Regions from separate parts of the Neogale vison genome. Here region 2 is linked to region 1. Evidence: chromatin contacts called from public Hi-C data. All regions are on one chromosome and are shown on one strand. Each heading gives the region's core, a stretch centred on a gene start, on an enhancer-like site or on the middle of the called end of the contact. The rest is flanking DNA. Distances are from core to core; before and after follow the strand shown.

The links. Hi-C and Micro-C count contacts between places; a contact is called where the count stands out from the background.
Region 2: a contact with region 1 is called in a Hi-C map of fibroblasts, with 9 times the contacts expected there. The contact joins the promoter of C6H19orf67 here to the promoter of DDX39A in region 1. A contact is called at or near these places in 2 of 3 Hi-C or Micro-C datasets (fibroblasts and muscle).

The regions. Positions count from the first base shown.
Region 1 is chr6:210,092,021-210,095,260 of ASM_NN_V1, forward strand. It overlaps DDX39A (ATP-dependent RNA helicase DDX39A), which reads right to left and starts at 1,774. Exons shown (of 11, transcript XM_044253819.1): 1 at 1,659-1,774.
Region 2 is chr6:214,736,327-214,739,566 of ASM_NN_V1, forward strand. It overlaps C6H19orf67 (UPF0575 protein C19orf67 homolog), which reads left to right and starts at 1,676. Exons shown (of 6, transcript XM_044255378.1): 1 at 1,676-2,010; 2 at 2,699-2,843; 3 at 2,965-3,065; 4 at 3,153-3,240. The coding sequence starts at 1,676. It overlaps SAMD1 (atherin), which reads left to right. Exons shown (of 5, transcript XM_044254043.1): 5 at 1-275.

The sequences.
Region 1 (3,240 bases), core at 524-3,023:
CTCAAAACTCTCCACAGGCTCCCACTGTGTTCAGACTAAAACTCAAGCCCTCACCATGACCTACCAGACCCTACACGAACCGACCCCCTCCATGCTCAGACCTCGTCTCCTCCATCACTCTTACTCACTGGCCTTGCTGCTGTGCCTCAGACCCACCTCTGCACTTTTGCACTTGTTGTTCTTGCTGCCCACAATGGACATCAATCCCCCTACTTCCTTCAGACCTCTTGCTCCAGAAGGGTACTTCTTGCAGGCCACACCTAAAAAGCACCCTTTTTAAGGTCATGCCTGATAGCCCTTTTGCCCAGAGCCTAAAACAGATAAGCACTTAACAACAAGGGCTGAATGAACAGAATTAGAATTGAGGCCTCAAGACAGAGTTTAAGCACTAAAGTATGCATATACCCTTACTAATTCTTGGGGGGGAAAAAAAAAAAAAGTAATCTGAACAGGAAGGGGTTAGTTCCCAGGCAGCAGAGAAAAGAACAGGAGCTAGGAAAGGTCAGTCCCAAAACACCAGGCCCTTGTGAGGAATGGAGAGCAACACTGGCTGGTAGAAGTAGAGGCAAAGGACAAAGCTGAGAAAGCTGTTCCAGTGGAGGGCATTCATACTTTATTTGCTAACCTATAGGGAATCGCTGATTAAATTCTTAAGTGACTCAGTTGTCCCAGAGCAATTTACTCCAGAGTAGATGAATGGGGAATGAGACCAGAAACAGGGAAAACCAGTCACCAAAAGAGGATTAACCAGCGTGGGGGCGCTATGAGGGAAGAAGGTGGAACATTCAGCAGGGCAGGTACTCCCTGGGCAGAGAAGAACTAGAGTCACCTACTCACCGTCAAACCTGGTGACCAAGAAGAGATGGTGCATTTAAAAGATACAGATCAAAATAAATCGTTTTGTTCTTAAGGAGAGAGATTCAGGACAGCCTGAGTTTGAGGCACAAATTTTCCTAGAAAGTGGTCAGACAACATGTACAGTTCAAAACAAATTAGAGTGGACAAGGGCTGTTGGGGTTTGTCCCACCCAGCGGGGACAGCTGCGACTGCTGAGGCCCTTGAAAGCGGACACCGGAAAAGTGACAATTTAGACACACCCACGGGTACCCATTCACTGTCAAAGTGCCCCCAGGGAAGACTTCCACCTCAGTTTGCGTCTGAAACATCTTTTTTGCTCTAAATCTCTGGAACCCCGAATCCCCTAAACACAGAGCAAAAACACAGCAAAGTGGGGGTAGGCAAGTCCCTCGGACTTGGGGAAGCCTGTCCCGTCTACAAGCTCGGGTTTCCGCCACCGCAACCTCAGACCCTGGCGTCGCCCCCTCCCCAGTCCCTCCCCAAACAGCCTAGGCGGTCTTCTCGGACAGAAAGGCTTTCTCTCCAAATCGGGTTCGACCCGTGGGCCGCCATGACAGACAGCCTACTCCCGGAAGCGGGCATGATCCTCGCCCGCCAACAGCCACGGTCCCCCTTTGCGCATGCGCGGTGGCATTCAACGGCCGAACCCGCGCGCCGGGTGCCCCAACCGCCCCGCCCCGCCTTGTCTCGCGCCCGCTCCTCTTCCTCTTCCCCTTAGCCCCCGGCGTCTCTCCTCGCCAGCTCGCCCGCAAGTCCGAAGTCTCTGCACCGCGGCCCCGCGCCCCCGGCCCATCGCTCACCTGGCACCCCGTTCGCCTCCGCGTGCTGCGAGAAGTGCCGTCCGACTCCGGTTACCGGTCTCGCGCCCCAACACGAGCTGTAGGGCTTCCTGCCTCCTACGTCCGACTGCGGCTCTGCTTAGTGGACTGCTGCCTTTTCATTCAAGAGAGGCGGAAGCGATGATTGGGTCCTGCAGGAGGCGTCTGGAGGCTATTGGTGAAGAGAGGAAACAGGGCGTGCCTTTTGCCTCGGGTTCATTGGTCAATCTGAAAGTAGGCGCCCTGGGCTGAGGCCGACGTGAGGCCGTGCGCTGTCACGTGACTGGCGGTTTGCCTTCGGCTGGCGTCTCCATATTTAGTACTGGCAGCTGAAGTCGGGGATGGTTTGCTTTTGGCAAGTGTCTCGCCTTTCTGTTACGTGGCTTCTACGCCTGGCATGGAATTCAGGGCTCTTGAAGTGGGCGTGTGCCCGCGGCCACTTGGTAGTCCAGGGTGGAGGCTCTGAAAGAGTCCTGAACAGGATTGGGAGGTCGGAATGACTGCAGGATGAAGACAGTTTGCACCCACCGTGACAGTTCCCATTTGCTGAGAGTCTTGCCCTGGGTCAGACTGTGCTGGTGGACATACAGGTTCAGGCCACAAAACCCAAACCAAGATGTTTTAGTCATAAAACTTTTTTTTTTCTTTTTCTTCGTATTATTATTATTATTTTTACTTTTTCTTTGTATTATATTTTCTCCACCTTACCCACCACCACCACCACCACCCCCCACTTCCGGTACTTTACTGAGGTAAAAGTTTATAGTAAAAAGAAAAGGTCCACTGAGTTTTGAAGATTGACAGCCAGTGACAATTGCCCAATGAAGATACAGAACATTTCCAACATCCCAGAAAGTTCTGTTGTGCCCCTCTCAGGTGAACCGCCCTCTTCTCCCTGACCCCTAACCAGGCAAAAACACTATTTGTAGTTCTATAATGATGGATTAGTTGTGCTCTTGAATTTCGTAAAAACAGAAGCATGCAATAGTTTGTCTTTTTTATCTGGCTTCTTTTGCTCAAAAAACTGGTTGTTGTTGTTTTTTAGATTTGTCCATGTGCTGCCTGTATCAATAGTTATTCCTTGCTGAATAGTAGTCCACAATGTGGCTATACTACAATATAACCAATATAAGTTCTCCATTCACCCACTAACGGCCATTTGGTTGTTCCTAGTGTTTGGCCGTTATTAATGAAGCTTGTAGAAGTATTTTCATGAACGTAAGTTCACTTCTCCAGGGCAAATGCCAAGGAATGGAATGGTAGGCTGTAGGTCATGTATATGTTCAATTTTAGTAGATCGTGACAGTTTTCCTAAGTTGTTCTTCTTTACACTCCCACTGGGCACCCTGTGAAAGTTCCAGTTACCTGGTATCATCAGTCTTTCTCAGCTGTGTTTTGATTTGGGGATTTGGGATGGTGGGGGGAAATGGAGGGGAGGGAGATAAGCTGGTCAAACATAATAATCCTGCCACAGCAATCCAATCTCCCCAAGCCCCTGACACAGTTAAACCTTGCTCCACAGTTCTCCAGGGAGAGTCTAGCCTTTCACTTTCATTTAGTGTAG
Region 2 (3,240 bases), core at 426-2,925, 4.6 Mb after region 1:
AAAATGGGGGCTTCCTATCTCCCCTAGATCCTCTTCAGTTCAGCCAGATGTTTCCTATATAAATGTTCTGTTCTGCCTATTCATTTTGGTGGGTGGCCTTTCCTCTCTCCCCCACCACCCATGCCCCATCCCAGTCTGCCCCTGGGAACAGCTGGGGTGGGGTCTCTGGGTCTTCCCTAACCCTCTCCTTTCTTTCTGTTGGTTGTCGCTCCAGCTGGCTGTATTGCTTTTTAATATTGCACCGAAGGTTTTTTAAATAAAGTTTTAAAAAAAAATGCCAGTTCAATTTTATGAATGGAATGGGGGGAGGAGCTTGAAGAGCTATGGGCCTCCTGGGAGAGTCTAGGGTTCAGACAAAATTGTTTGAGGAGGAAGATAGGTAGTGTGTGGGGCTGCTTGACAGCCAGCTAAGACAGGAAGTGCTGCAGGAGAGCAGGAATATTTGCCTAGTTGGGTCACCTTTCCATGCTCAGAACAGTGCCCAGGCACACAGTAGGTGCTCAAATATTTGTTGAGTGACCAGCAGCTAACTAAGCTTTATGAGCATTTTCTCGGTTGTTCTCTCTGCAGCCCCATAGGCAGAGAGCTCATAAAACACCACTTTCTGGAAGAGGCAACTGGCTCAGCACAGCAAAGATGCTTGCTCAGGGTCTCAGGGGGTGGGGTCAGACACCTGTCTGAGTTCTTTACCCAGAGTCTTTTTAAGTGTAATGAATGTATTTGGCTTCCTAGCTGTATGTCTGTCAGCTTTGGCACACCACCAAGAATCTAGTCTCTAAGTGTTGGGGGCAGGGGTCTGTTCTGGACCCATGGTAGGGTCTCCAAGCCTCCCGGTCTGGGCCAATTAAAAGGAACGGAAGGGATGAGATCATGGGACCCGCACCTTTTTCCAAGTGAAGATTTTTAGTATTGTTACCAGTTGGAACAGCTACTGACATCACAAGTCCCTACTAAGTTCAAATGCAGTTTTCCAACTCCATTCGAGCTTCTTTTTTTTATTTTTTTTAAAGATTTTATTTATTTATCTGACAGAGATCACAAGTAGGCAGAGAGGCAGGCAGAGAGAGAGGAGGAAGCAGGCTTCCCGCTGAGCAGAGAGCCCGATGCGGGGCTCGATTCCAGGACCCTGGGATCATGACCTGAGCCGAAGGCAGAGGCTTTAACCCTGTGAGCCACCCAGGTGCCCCCCATTAGAGTTTCTTTAAAAATATACAGATTCGGGGGCCAGAGTCAGACTCTACGCAGCAGGGGCGTCCTCCCTTCATGTACCTGCACCCCCGGTTTGGAGGCTCGATAAAGACCCCTCTTCCCTAGGAAGCAGCCTAGAAGAAAAGTGCTGGCACCCCAGGACGGGACCGCGCCAGCACCGGCCCAGGACGCCTCTTTATCTGGACGCGTCCCCCAAGCCAGGTTCCGGGAGCGCGCATGTGCGCGGGGCCCGGCGGGCGCGCAGCGCCTACCAGAGAGGCGCGCCCCTCCCGCGTGTTGAAATTCAAACGAGGCGAACTCCCTCCGTGCGGCGCCGCGCGGGCGGAGAGGTCGAGGCAGGGGCGAGTCGGAGGGGGGCCGCATTCCCAGTCCCGGCAAGTCCGAGGTTCCCGGGGCGGGGTCGAACCCGCGGCCAACGTGAGCGGCGGAGGCTTAAAGAGCTGCGGTCCTCGCCTGCGACCCTACGATGGCTACCGAGCAGTGGTTCGTGGAGCCGCTCCCCCCGGGCCCTGGGGAAACACCGCCCCCGGGCGACTTGGAACCTGGGGCGCAGCCCTGCGGAGACACCTCCTGGTCGGCGTCCCCTGGCGGGCCTGGGAACCCCCCGGAGGCAGAACCGGAGGATGTCCAGGGGCAGCTGCCGGAGGCCTCTACGGCTACTCCTTCCCCGGAGCCCCTGGCCCCCGGCCCAGGCCCCGCCCCTCCTCGCCTACCCTTGGACACCATGTTCAGCCCCATCACCGAACAGCTCCGCTACCTGCTCAAGAAGGCAGATGATTTCCAGAGCTACTTGCTTTACAGGTGATTCTGGTTGGGGTCCTAGGTCCTGAGAATGAGACTGGGGAGAGGGTAGTAGGTGGGCAACACACGCTAGGTTCCCAAACTCAAAAGCACCAGGAGCCAGAAACCGTAAATGAAGCTAGTTGATTGCGGATCCCATCTCGAAGAGTGATAAGAACTGTGTAGAAATTTGGGGTTAGGGAGTGCCTGCTATTAGGTGGCCCCCAGGGGCCCCCAATTCATGAGGACTTTTCTCCCAGTTTTTAACTGTTGGCTTACACTTTGAACTCTGGGCAGGCTAAACAAAACCAATCTGTGCCAGATTTGGCCCAGCTGGCTACCAGTGTGAGAACCCCACCACGACCGTCACCAAAGTATAGCATGATGCCCAACCCAGGGGGAAAGGGACTGAAATTCTTACATTTCAGTATCCATTGGAATTCTTGGGGAGGCTGTTTAAACCCTAAATTTCTGGGCTCCACCCTACAGGAAATTTTGAGTTAAAGTCAGTGGTAGAACTCAGGTGTCAGCATCTTAACAAGTGTTCCCAATTATTTTGATGGAAATGGTCCCAGAAGATACTCTGAGAAAGGCCTGGCGCAGGCGGAATTTTTAATAGGGGGTCCAGGCCAGGAGTACAAGTCAGCAGTGAGTAGAATGGGAAATGGGGAGTGAGGGACCCCAGGCAAAGGCCCTCTTTTCCCTTTAGCAGGGACCGAGTACAGAAGGAACAGCTGGCAAAGGCCATGCCCACCTTCTTACAGATGTGTGAGCCCTACTTTCTCTACCTGGAGGCAGCTGCACGGAGTGTGCCCCCCATCTATGGAGCCCTGCAGGAGCTGGTCCGAAAGGGGGTGTGTGGAGCAGATTTCCTAGACCCTATGCCCCTTTCTTCACCCCTCAGGAGTGGGAGAGGGTGAGGGAGGGCGATCCTGGTAGGCCAGCTAATCTCATTACACCCCTTCTTCCATGCAGCTGTTGGAGATCTCCCAACAGCTGACCCTGCGCCTGGAACAGCTGGTCCTCATGTATGCCTCCTTTGGGTTTGTGGACCTGGAGGATACGGACCCCCTAAGGTAAAAGGGTAGGACACAGGAATGGGGATGGGGAGAGGGTGGAGTCCAGAGCCCAGCCTCACTCCCGACTCTCCCATTTCCTGCCAGCATCTCTTGTTTCTTCTGCGGGAGGTTCTCCATCAGCCCTTCTCACGAGGTGTCCATCTTCAGATACTGTGCCCCAGCCGCATACACC